Regions from separate parts of the Mus musculus genome. Here all the other regions are linked to region 1. Evidence: chromatin contacts called from public Micro-C and promoter capture Hi-C data. All regions are on one chromosome and are shown on one strand. The core of a region is the stretch at or near the end of the contact, and the rest is flanking DNA. Distances in the headings are between cores, read along the strand shown. Region 1 holds the start of Aggf1 (angiogenic factor with G patch and FHA domains 1). Region 2 overlaps Pde8b (phosphodiesterase 8B). Region 3 overlaps Iqgap2 (IQ motif containing GTPase activating protein 2).

Region 1 (3,318 bases), core at 212-2,711:
TAGTTTTATAAGACACTAAATTATGGAGAAAACATTAGGTTAAAATTAAGTATCTGGAAATAACTTGTTAGGATAATATGCAACTGTTCAATGAACAAGGTAAAACTGTATTGTTTTTTAAGCATCACTGTCAAGCATCTGCCTCACTACAGATTATGAAAATGAAACACATTTCTAGTATCTGTAAGAAAGGCGGATGTACCTTCCTACAAGTGAACCCAAGAGGATAACTGAGGTCACCTTACACATGGAGTATGTTCAAGAGTGTAAAACTAAACTATGTTCCTGCTTTTAAACGTCACTGCTGTACACTATTATCACCCTGACTTTATAAACAGCAGGGAAACACGAGGTAGGAAATGGCATTCTAAGTTCTCAAAAGGGGATGGGTGGGTGTTGGCTCATGCCTGAAATCCCAGCCTAGGAGGGAGTCTGAGTTTGAGTCAAACTTGGGCTGCATTTTAAGACCTAAGCCAGGCTGACCTGCGTAGATTCTCAATTGAATCCCAAATGTGTGTGTTTGGGGGGCGAAGGGGGGGGGCGGTGGAGAAAAATGCAAGCCCACAACCTCAGCACTTGGGAAGTGTTGACATGGATCAAAAGTTGAACTTCAAGGTCATCCTCTGTTACACAGCAAGTTCAAGGCCCCAAATGGAGATTTCGTATCAACCAAAATAAGAATTAAAAACTCAACCAAACAAAACAAATAACAAAAAACTCTTAAACGTGACCCCCCCCCCCAAATAAATGCGCCCATTGCCAGTAGGACAGACGATCAAGACCATGTAGCCCATGCTGAAGTTCATTCTCGCCTGCCCTGAGACAACTGCCCAAACCAATTGGCTGGCACTGGCCAACTGGCTCCACAGGTCTTTGGGATTTTGACCAGCTCTGGGCTGTCATGACTTCCCAGGGTCCGTGGAGCAGGTCTGGCCCCGGCAGCCGCGTACCTGCGTGCGGAGCTCCTGGTTGTCGCTCTCGGCGTTGCGGTAGAGTCGCTCCGTGTGCTGCAGCAGCTTCTCCACCTCCCGCACCTGCCTCCGGCAGCTCCGCAGCTCGCGCTCCAACTTCTCCACCTTCCGCCTGAGCTGCGCCAGCTCCGGCTCCGGAGAGGCGGGCGGCGGCGGAGAAGGCGAAGGCGGCGAGGGCGCCTCGGAGGCCATGCGGCCGTGAGCGCCGAGCCCGCGGGGCGCGGACCGGGCTGCTTAGGACGACACCGGGGCCCACTGGCCCAGGGGCCACTGGAGCGCGCGGGCTGCGAGGGGCGGCCTCACGCTCGGACGACCGCAGCGGGCCCCGGCCATGTCGCCCCCGAAGACGGCGGCCGGGACTGCGAGCTTGGGGACGAAGCCGACTCTACCCGGGCCGCGCGGACACCCGCCCGGTGACAGTCTCCGGGAAGCCAGCGGACGGGAGAACTAAAGCGAACCCAGCGGAAGCCTCTAGTTCCGGGCTGAGCCGGAAACGCTAAGCCGGAGGAGGGCGGAGCCAAGACGGAAAAAGGAAGCGACGGAAAGCTAGAAGGGTCTGATCGCGCTGGTACACGGGGCTAGGAGCTGGGTACAAATTGGTGTTTATGTGCCCAAACAACGGCCTGTGTTTTTACTTCCGATTGTTTCCCTTGTATTGTAGTGTAGGAGTTTGAGTCCGATTGGTGAAATGTTTCCCCATTCAAAATCGAGGGTTCTTCCAATGTACAAGTATTCTTAGAAGTGCACTTTGTAAGTTCGCCTTATAATGGGAACTTTAACATTGAATTCTCTTCCCAGACTAAAGGGATTCACACGACATAGCTTTGTTAAGAGCATGTCCTTTACATAGCTTTGCAAGACCATCACTATCATCTGTCCCGTTCCTGTTACTGGAGGACTACTTATGAGCTCTCCTTTAGTCTGTTACCATAAAACAACCATATAATCGCGATGGTTCTGTAGGATGCCTTTTTTTTAAAAAAAAAAAAAATATGAATAAAAAAACCTTACTTTTATACATAGTCAGTATGTGACCCAGCAAAGCCACTCCTGACTCCCAGTCAACATATCACAGAGAGACTTGGCATATTAATTATAATAGCTAAGTTACAAAACCCGACAAGGTGACTAACAACAGTGTTGTGAATTAAGGAAGATATGGCATATATACGCAATGTATTTTTAAACGATAAATTAAAATAAAATTAAGTTATTTGTAGCAAAATGGTTTATATTTACAAATAGATATATCTGGAGATACGGAATTAAGCCAGTTCCAGAAAAGCAAATACCATGTGTTTTCTCTTACACATGGTTCCTAGGTTTTGTATAGATTTATAAAATCATTTATCTATATTATCTGATCTGCTAATAGCATAAATAGATAAGGATAAAGATAATTATTTTTATGACATGAGAGTAACAGCAACTGTGTAGGGGAAGAGAAGAGATTAGTAAGGGGGAGAAATGAGGCCAAGGTAAAGGAAAGAATATACTTAATGTAAAAAAAGTATGAAAATGCCCTTATGCGACACAGTACTGTGTACAGTGAATATATACGATGGGGCTTTTTAAAAGACTGAAGAGAAGTATTTATTTTCATTTTGTGAATTTTTCCAGTGTTCGGCTACAAAGGTTAAATAAAATCTTTACTCAAAAGTACAGAGTCACATGTGGTGATACAAGCCTGTGATTCAAGTACTCAGAAGACAGAGGCAGGTGAACTGACAGCCTGTGGCAGAGCAAGTCCCTGGCCTGCCAGAGCTGCAGAGCAAGAAAAGCTGAGGCAGGAGGATCCTGGGTTCTTGTCTGGCCTAGGCAACATAGCAATATGCTGTCCTGAAGAATAGCAACAATCTTAGTAAGAAACAAAGAGTTAGGCTTGGGTTTAGCTCAGTAGTAAAGCTTGTGTTAACATAAGTGAGACCCTAGGTTTGATACCCAGTACCAAAACACACATAAACATGTGGGAAGCCACATGTGCCGTTGCCAGGTGGCACTGGCTACTGCTGGCTACCACGCATAAGTTTTGGGCAAACAACCAATGTGTACATATGCAGTAAAGTTTTTTGCCAAGTCACTGCCTGGCCCGGACATGTTAATGAGGTACTGAGAATATAACCAATCAGATGTGAGACATGCAAATGAGGTATGTTAATGAGGTTCTGTGAGGTACTGAGAGAGTAGCCAATCAGATGAGGACCATGCAAATGAGGCATAGTGCTTAACCAATCCGGGTGTGAGACACGCCTCTCCTAGGCCTATATAAGTAGCACCAGTTCTGGGCTCAGGGTCTCTTCGCCTCTGCAATCAAGCTCTCCCAATAAATGTGTGCAGAAGGATCCTG
Region 2 (3,318 bases), core at 540-3,039, 340 kb before region 1:
TAGCTTTGAGATCCTATGAGTCCAGGAACAGAAGTGAAAATGAATAGGTCTTCCTGCCACACCCTATTCATCCTGCTCACCGGGGCTCCTCCGTCTAGCACTGTGTCTCAGGGCCTGCCTGAGGGATTGCAGTGGGCAGCTGCCAGCCTCCTCTCCTTCCCCAGCTCCAGGCTGATAATCACCTCACGCTGGAGAGGCAGAAAATGCTTCGGTGCCAGAGCAGGCTCTGGGAGAGACACGCGCCAGTATCTCACTACACAGGCTCGCTCACCTCTGCTCTCCCAGAAGCACACTGCACTCGCTCATTACGTAGGAGCCCTTACCTCAGCTGCCAGTGGCTTGTTGATGCTGTTCACGAATTTGTTCACGTGCTCGAAGTGTTTTGTCATCTCTGTAGCCAAAACCATGTCGATAATAGCCTGGCGCAGCGTTCGATAGTGGTTCCTAAATAATAAGAGGACAAAGTTCCCTGCTCACACCATGCCCAAGTCAGAAGTGCCCTGATGCTCTGCCTCCCCACAGCCCAGGACAGAAGGGGTCAGAGTCAAGTGACTGCTAATCCTAGACTCCATCCGCTCAGCCCCCGCCCCCCAGTAAGCCCATGTTGATGCCACTCCACGTTCTCCAGTGACAGCTGACTCTTCTGCACAGCCATGCTAAGAGAAATGAAAGTGCACATCATGTGACAAGCAACTGTTTCGAATGGTAGTTTCCATCCCTTCCTGTGAAAACACTGGAACAAGGAAGTGGAAGGGACAGAAACAAAGTGGCAGTCTGCTGAGGTTTGACTGTGCCCTGTGTAGACCGGTTCCTACTGGAGAGAACTGCCAATCTCTTCCGATGGTGCTGAGGGAGATTTTCCTTTCACATAATCCTGTAACCTGTAAATGTCTGATGTTTGCAGTGGTTGGAACAACAGCTCAAGGTTATCAGAAAACCCCTATCATGTACTAACTCTAAGAGACTGAATGAAGAGCTAAGCAAACCAGCTTGATACGCTAGAACTTAAGTCTGAATTAGAACAACCGCTCTCTGTAACCATAGAGATTTTTCTAGAGCCTAAACTGGTAAGTTCATGTAGACAGTGTCATGAGGCCCAAGCGACCACCAGGCCTTTGCCCAGGACTCTGCTCAGCAGCTTGCTGGTGCGGTATAGGAAATAGCCGTAGCCTGACCACACAGTTGTTAGCAGGTAAGAATTGTTCCACCACGTCACATCACGGTGCTGTTTGCAGATGTTCTGAGAGCATCTCTCTCTGTGAGAAGGAAACCTGTCTCATTCCCAGCATCCTCACTGGGACCTCCTCATGGGGATGGATGCTTAGCCCAAACTCAGCTGGAAATGCAGGATTATACATTGTCTTTGAGCCACAGGGAGGAAGATAAAAATATTTGATAGACTTGTTAGTGAGGCCATCAACATTTAGGCAGTGCTTTTCAGTGCATAACAAACATTTATTTTTATGGACTTACTGAAGGCTAAATGAGATTTTTTTTAGAGCAGGAAAGGCAGTCTGAAAAGTTCAGATGGGCAAAGCTGGTTTATAACCTGATACAGTGAAGAGCCACTGTTTCATTCCCATCTATCCAGAGAAACCAGAGAAAACTCAGCTTCATTTTTAGCTTCACAGACCTAGCCCCGGGAGCCCAATCACGCCAAACCTGTCAATATTCTTGAAAATGTTGCACTTGGTGTCCTTGACTGTGAGCTGGAAGGCCAGGGCTGTGTGGTGACTCTCCAAGACTGCAGTGTCATTGTAGAGCACAGCGAGCTCGCTGCCGGCGTTGCACAGGAAAGAGTTGGTCCTTCCGGGGTGATCCACGTCGTGGACTGTGGCAGCAATCAGAGCAGCCACCTCATCCAGCTGGTCCAGGCTTCCCTGGGGGAGGGGGAGGATACAGAACATTATTCACAGGCTTCTAGACACCAGCATCCATCTCTGTCTCTTGGAGAGAGAAGGGCTTGGGGCTGGAACCTTTGGAATTTCCTTTCGGTTTCCTCCTAGTCTTAGCAGAAAGGTAGCCTTGGGCACACGGTGGCACTGTCCTGTGCTGTGTATTCTCTTGAGAACACAGAAGCTACAACACCTGAACTGTCTATAGTCTGTTTGCTGGTTCTTTGACAAAGAAGCCAAGCAGGTCTTTTGAATTGATGCTGTGACGCTCTGCCATGATGCATGGAAAGTAGCCGGCATCACAGATATTCCTTACACATCAGCTTCTGCAGGCATATTGGAGGGCCAGTTGTAAATAGCACAGCTAGCTCACAGGATGAATGGGACAGTAACTGGAGCTTGGCAGTGAGGCAGAGGCAAGATGGAAAGCTTATCAAGAAATGCAGGGGCTGGGCTCACAGGCAGCAAAGGCTTAGAGAAACTCACCAGACCTTCACTATGCTAATGCTGAGCTCAAATGACAGCAAGTATTCTTCTTAGCCAGTAAGTTAGTAGAAAGCTGGCAGATGGGGTGTTATGTAAGACACTGTATTATGAATTCATTCCATGTCAGATGCCTAAAGGCGTCAGGTACTGTGCACAGCACCAGAGATGAAGCAGTGATAGATACTAATGGGTGAGATTAGATAAAAAGAGTCCCAACTTCCCGAGAGTGTAACCATGGGGCTGGGCAGAGCAGGGCAGCACTGATCGCTGACCATCATGTGGTGATGGGAGTGCACTGCCTCTGTGGAATGCAGACAAAGCCTATTATATACAGCTCCTGAACGCTTGCCTATGGCCAGTGCGATGGAGGACCTCCTCAGCTTTATTCAGTAGCTGTGTATGGTTAACGACTACTGTGATGGTTGGTATATGCTTGTCCTAGGGAGTGGCACTATTGGGAATTGTGTCCTTGTTAGAGTAGGTGTGTCTCTGTTAGAATGGGTATGTCACTGTGGGTGTGGGCTTTGTCCTAGCAAGTCAGTCTTCTACTAGTAGCCTTCAGATGAAGAGGTAGAACTCTCAGCTCCTCCTGCACCATGCTTGCCTGGATGCTACCATGTTCCTGCCTTGATGATAATGGGCTGATCCCCTGAACCTGTAAACCAGCCCCAATTAAATGTTGTCTTAAAAGACTTGTAAGACTTGCCTTGGTCATGGTGTCTGTTCACAGTAGTAAAACCCTAAGACAACTACCAAACTGGCCAACAAAGGTCTACAGAATTGCCAATGACAGCTTTCCTAAGAAAGTGATTTTTATTGCTGAAGTATTGTGGATAAGCAACAGGAGAGCAGGCAACATGCAGTAAAGGAGAGGAGTCCAGGCAGGGAGTCCAGATGAAGTTACTGAGGGAGCTAATCGAGCCAAGGGGTGAACAGT
Region 3 (3,318 bases), core at 398-2,897, 260 kb after region 1:
CTCTGCACATATAGAACTGGATTCCTACTGTAGGAAAAAAAAATAACACCCGGTACACATTTGAGAAAGCATCTTCCACTTCTCTCCTACTGATATTCCATGTGGGCTTCAGATATGAAGTCCGTCGTCTACACTAAGGGACTTCAGACATGTATGTTTCTATGTGACAGTGACTATTTGGTGTGGACACGAAGACCACCGCCATCTATCTATTAACTTATTATGTGAAGACCAGTCACCTGCTGCCCAGTTGCTGGGGTCTCTAAGATTTCAGTCAGCGTGCTCCCTGGCTGGTTCCGGGTCACATCGATGATCAGCTTTTTGGTCCTTACAAAGGAGAACAAAAGAGACGGATGTTCAGACAGCAGTTAGGATACATAAAACTCTGTTTCTCTCATAGGAATACATTAAGCCGCTTCCGTGATTCCCTAAAGTGCTCTTGCGCAAAAACGCCTAAGAGCCTGCAGATGCCAGATAAGCAGCGTCTGGGCTTTAGATGCTTAAGACAGTGAGTTTAGTCTCTCAGGACTGCACACAACTATGTCATAAGATTCCTGCTGCTGGAAAGGACATAGGAAGGCCTGCCTAACTGACTTCTGAGCCTGTGGATACATCATAACTAAACTGCCTCGTTTGCTCCATCAGAAAAGGTATAGGCCAGTGGGAAGGCCAGTGGAAGCAGAAGTCACCTGAGAGCCTTGGAAACTACAGGCTTTTGGTGAGCCCAGCAAAGGGACATAGGAGACTGGCAGATAGAGCCGTGTGTGTGTGTGTGTGTGTGTGTGTGTGTGTGTGTGTGTGTCCACGTGTGCATGCACACATGTGCATGCATGGAACCGAGAACAGGAGAGCTGTTTTAGACAAGTTTAGGGCTGACAAACCACCCTGGAAGTGCTGACCCATTCATTCTTCCATAGGTGCTCTTTAGCAACTGGCTGTCCCTTTTAATTAGGGGTTGGCTTATGTAATTACATCGAAGGGGGGGGCTGGGGATGTATCTCTGTAGAACATGTGTGAGGGCCCTGAATTCAAACCTTCATACTATAGAAGCCACACAGCAACAAGACAAAAAAATGCAAAAGGGCAACCGTTCTCATTTGACCACCGTTAGCCATGGTGGGAAGTATTTTGTTTGAAAAAGGCTCTCATCTCCCAGAAGACAGAAACATCAGCAGTAGTTGGTGAGCTACACACAGGCCAGAGCTGCTGCTTGCTCTTATCACAGCCCTGGTCCTCTACTGAATTTCAGTGCTGTCAGAGAGAATAACTTTCTTCCTTATCCACAGCAGGAACTGTTCATGCAGCATGAAACTGGAAATGAAAATAAGTCATATTCCGAAGCCACAAGGGGGGCTTTCTCCTGAATCAGTCCTGGTTAACCCCAAATGTGAGATTTTAAAAATGGGAGAAGATCCAGTAAGCCATTTGCAAATGTGGCCTTTCCCATTTCCTATTTATGCCACGTCTTCACAAGAAGAGTGAGCGTGCCTGACAGACACAGCTTCCTCTTCTCCCTTCTCCAGGGTCTCTGCAGAGCCATTTCCTCTAGCCCCGTGACCCCTGCCTGCCAGGGATTTTCAGGCTGTCTGAGAATGCACAACTAAAGACTCCAGAGAGTCAAACATGGGTACACAGCTAATTATAGCCCCGTGGGAGATGGCAGGCAGTGTTCCTGAGGTGGCCAGGCCTCAGGAAGCTGCATGTCCCTTCCCACACACATACCCCAGCTTCCTCTAATCATCATCAGGAATGAATTAGACCGAGATTTAGCATCTAGCCCAGGCTGGCCTCAAATTTGAGATCCTAAATGTTTGGATTACAGGCACGCTCCCCCATGCCTGGCTTTCAGGCAGAAACACGGAGTTGAAAACAAAACCTTTGAATGATTTTAAAAAACTGTCGACCCTGAGTGATTCTTATTTGAAACAACGTTCTAGCAGCTACGTTCTGCTAATTAACAATTACGTGACATCATTTATATCAGCTTCCATCGCGACTGAAAACTATTTGCTCACGAGTTGCTGAAGGACAAATTGCACAAATAACTTTGTTTTTTGTTCTTGGAATTCTAGATGACGTCAGGCCTGTGGAATTCATTGTCAAAATTCTACCTTCACGGTCTATATCTAAGCCGGCACCTGCTTCAAGTGCAGGGATCTCAACTTCCCCTCCCTACTATGTGCTCAAGGGCACAGGGCATTGTGGACAGGCAGATCGGGCAGATCGAAGGCTACCTGGAGCTCCCCGCACCCCACCCCCTCACAGTTCCTGTTTATGATTTATGAGCTGCGTGGGTCAGTGCAAATTATGTAATCCTTATAGGGTTTTTTTGTTTTGTTTTGTTTTGTTTTAATTTTTAAAAGGGAAACAGTTTGACAGAAAGACTTCATGTAAACAGCCCTTTGTGTTGGGGTCTGACAGATGGTGAGGAGCACACCTGTAACCATGGCAACTATGTTGCACAAGATGGCAGCTGCTGGCCATCACATGGGAACTATGTTGCACAAGATGGCAGCTGCTGGCCATCACATCCCACTGAGCCCCTGAAACCTGGCTGGACCAGACAGACAGATGTGAGTGCAGGACACACATTCTAAGCTAAAGACTTAGCACAGATGCACAATACCTCCTTAACAATCTCTTCCATTCATTTCTATAAGAAATGAAAATGTTTTTAATACATTGAGTTAAATAGAACACAATTACTAAACAATTCTGCTCCCAACCAAAAAAAAAAAAAAAAAATCACTGGCATATGAGCGTGGTGACGGACCTGTCAGTGACCCTGATCTGACCACTGCATATGGCACCCATGTATCAAAATGTCACACTACATTCTATAAATAGGAACACTCATCATGTGTCATTATTTTAAATGTGTAAATAAACACTGGAAAAAATGGAAAGATGAGAAATGATTTCATATGATTCTTTCTAGAATGTGGCTTTTAGAACATTTATGTGTGTGCTCTATGTGTGGATCCTACTAAAAAAAAAATTTTTTTTTTTTGAAATTGCAATAGCCAAACATGCCATTCCTCAACTGGAAGCTAGTAGTCTAAAGACCTAGTTAGTCATAGGACCTCAGCACAAAGAGGCTGCTGGAAGACAGCCCACTGTCTGAAACACAGATGGAGCAACAGAGAGCTCCAAGGCCTAATGGGTAGACAAAGATCACCACACTTGGGGTTCTAGCATTGCAGAAGCCAGAGCAAGCTGCCGGCCTGCATCATCCACAGTTCCTTATCCTCCTGTGGGAGTTACCTGTGTCTCCTACCATCCCTACCTCCTGTTTGTGCTGTGGATGAAACATAAACA

The links. Promoter capture Hi-C pulls out the DNA fragments that hold promoters and counts their contacts. Hi-C and Micro-C count contacts between places; a contact is called where the count stands out from the background.
Region 2: a contact with region 1 is called in a promoter capture Hi-C map of hippocampal neurons, with 4 times the contacts expected there. The contact joins the enhancer-like site here to the promoter of Aggf1 in region 1. A contact is called at or near these places in 3 of 39 promoter capture datasets (the 3T3-L1 cell line, cranial neural crest and hippocampal neurons), 1 of 15 datasets of contacts at CTCF or cohesin (the NIH/3T3 cell line) and 2 of 115 datasets of contacts at active chromatin or transcription factors (large pre-B cells and stem cell-derived neural progenitor cells).
Region 3: a contact with region 1 is called in a Micro-C map of muscle stem cells, with 5 times the contacts expected there. The contact joins the enhancer-like site here to the promoter of Aggf1 in region 1. A contact is called at or near these places in 3 of 39 promoter capture datasets (the 3T3-L1 cell line and hippocampal neurons), 1 of 484 Hi-C or Micro-C datasets (muscle stem cells) and 1 of 115 datasets of contacts at active chromatin or transcription factors (embryonic stem cells).

What each region holds. Positions count from the first base shown.
Region 1 is chr13:95,373,896-95,377,213 of GRCm38.p6, forward strand. Aggf1 (angiogenic factor with G patch and FHA domains 1) reads right to left here and starts at 1,462. Exons shown (of 14, transcript NM_025630.3): 1 at 951-1,462. The coding sequence starts at 1,163.
Region 2 is chr13:95,032,507-95,035,824 of GRCm38.p6, forward strand. It overlaps Pde8b (phosphodiesterase 8B), which reads right to left. Exons shown (of 22, transcript NM_001374003.1): 18 at 1,663-1,880; 19 at 324-444. Among named protein-coding and RNA genes, the nearest start is that of Gm41025, 16 kb to the right of the region's middle. Within about 2 kb of position 1,790, at least 65 of the 459 cell types and tissues checked have an H3K27ac peak or open chromatin away from gene starts, as enhancers often do. A contact at or near this core is called in hippocampal neurons, where this site is marked.
Region 3 is chr13:95,637,479-95,640,796 of GRCm38.p6, forward strand. It overlaps Iqgap2 (IQ motif containing GTPase activating protein 2), which reads right to left. Exons shown (of 36, transcript NM_027711.1): 31 at 240-327. Among named protein-coding and RNA genes, the nearest start is that of Gm52063, 5.2 kb to the right of the region's middle. Within about 2 kb of position 1,648, at least 67 of the 459 cell types and tissues checked have an H3K27ac peak or open chromatin away from gene starts, as enhancers often do. A contact at or near this core is called in muscle stem cells, where this site is marked.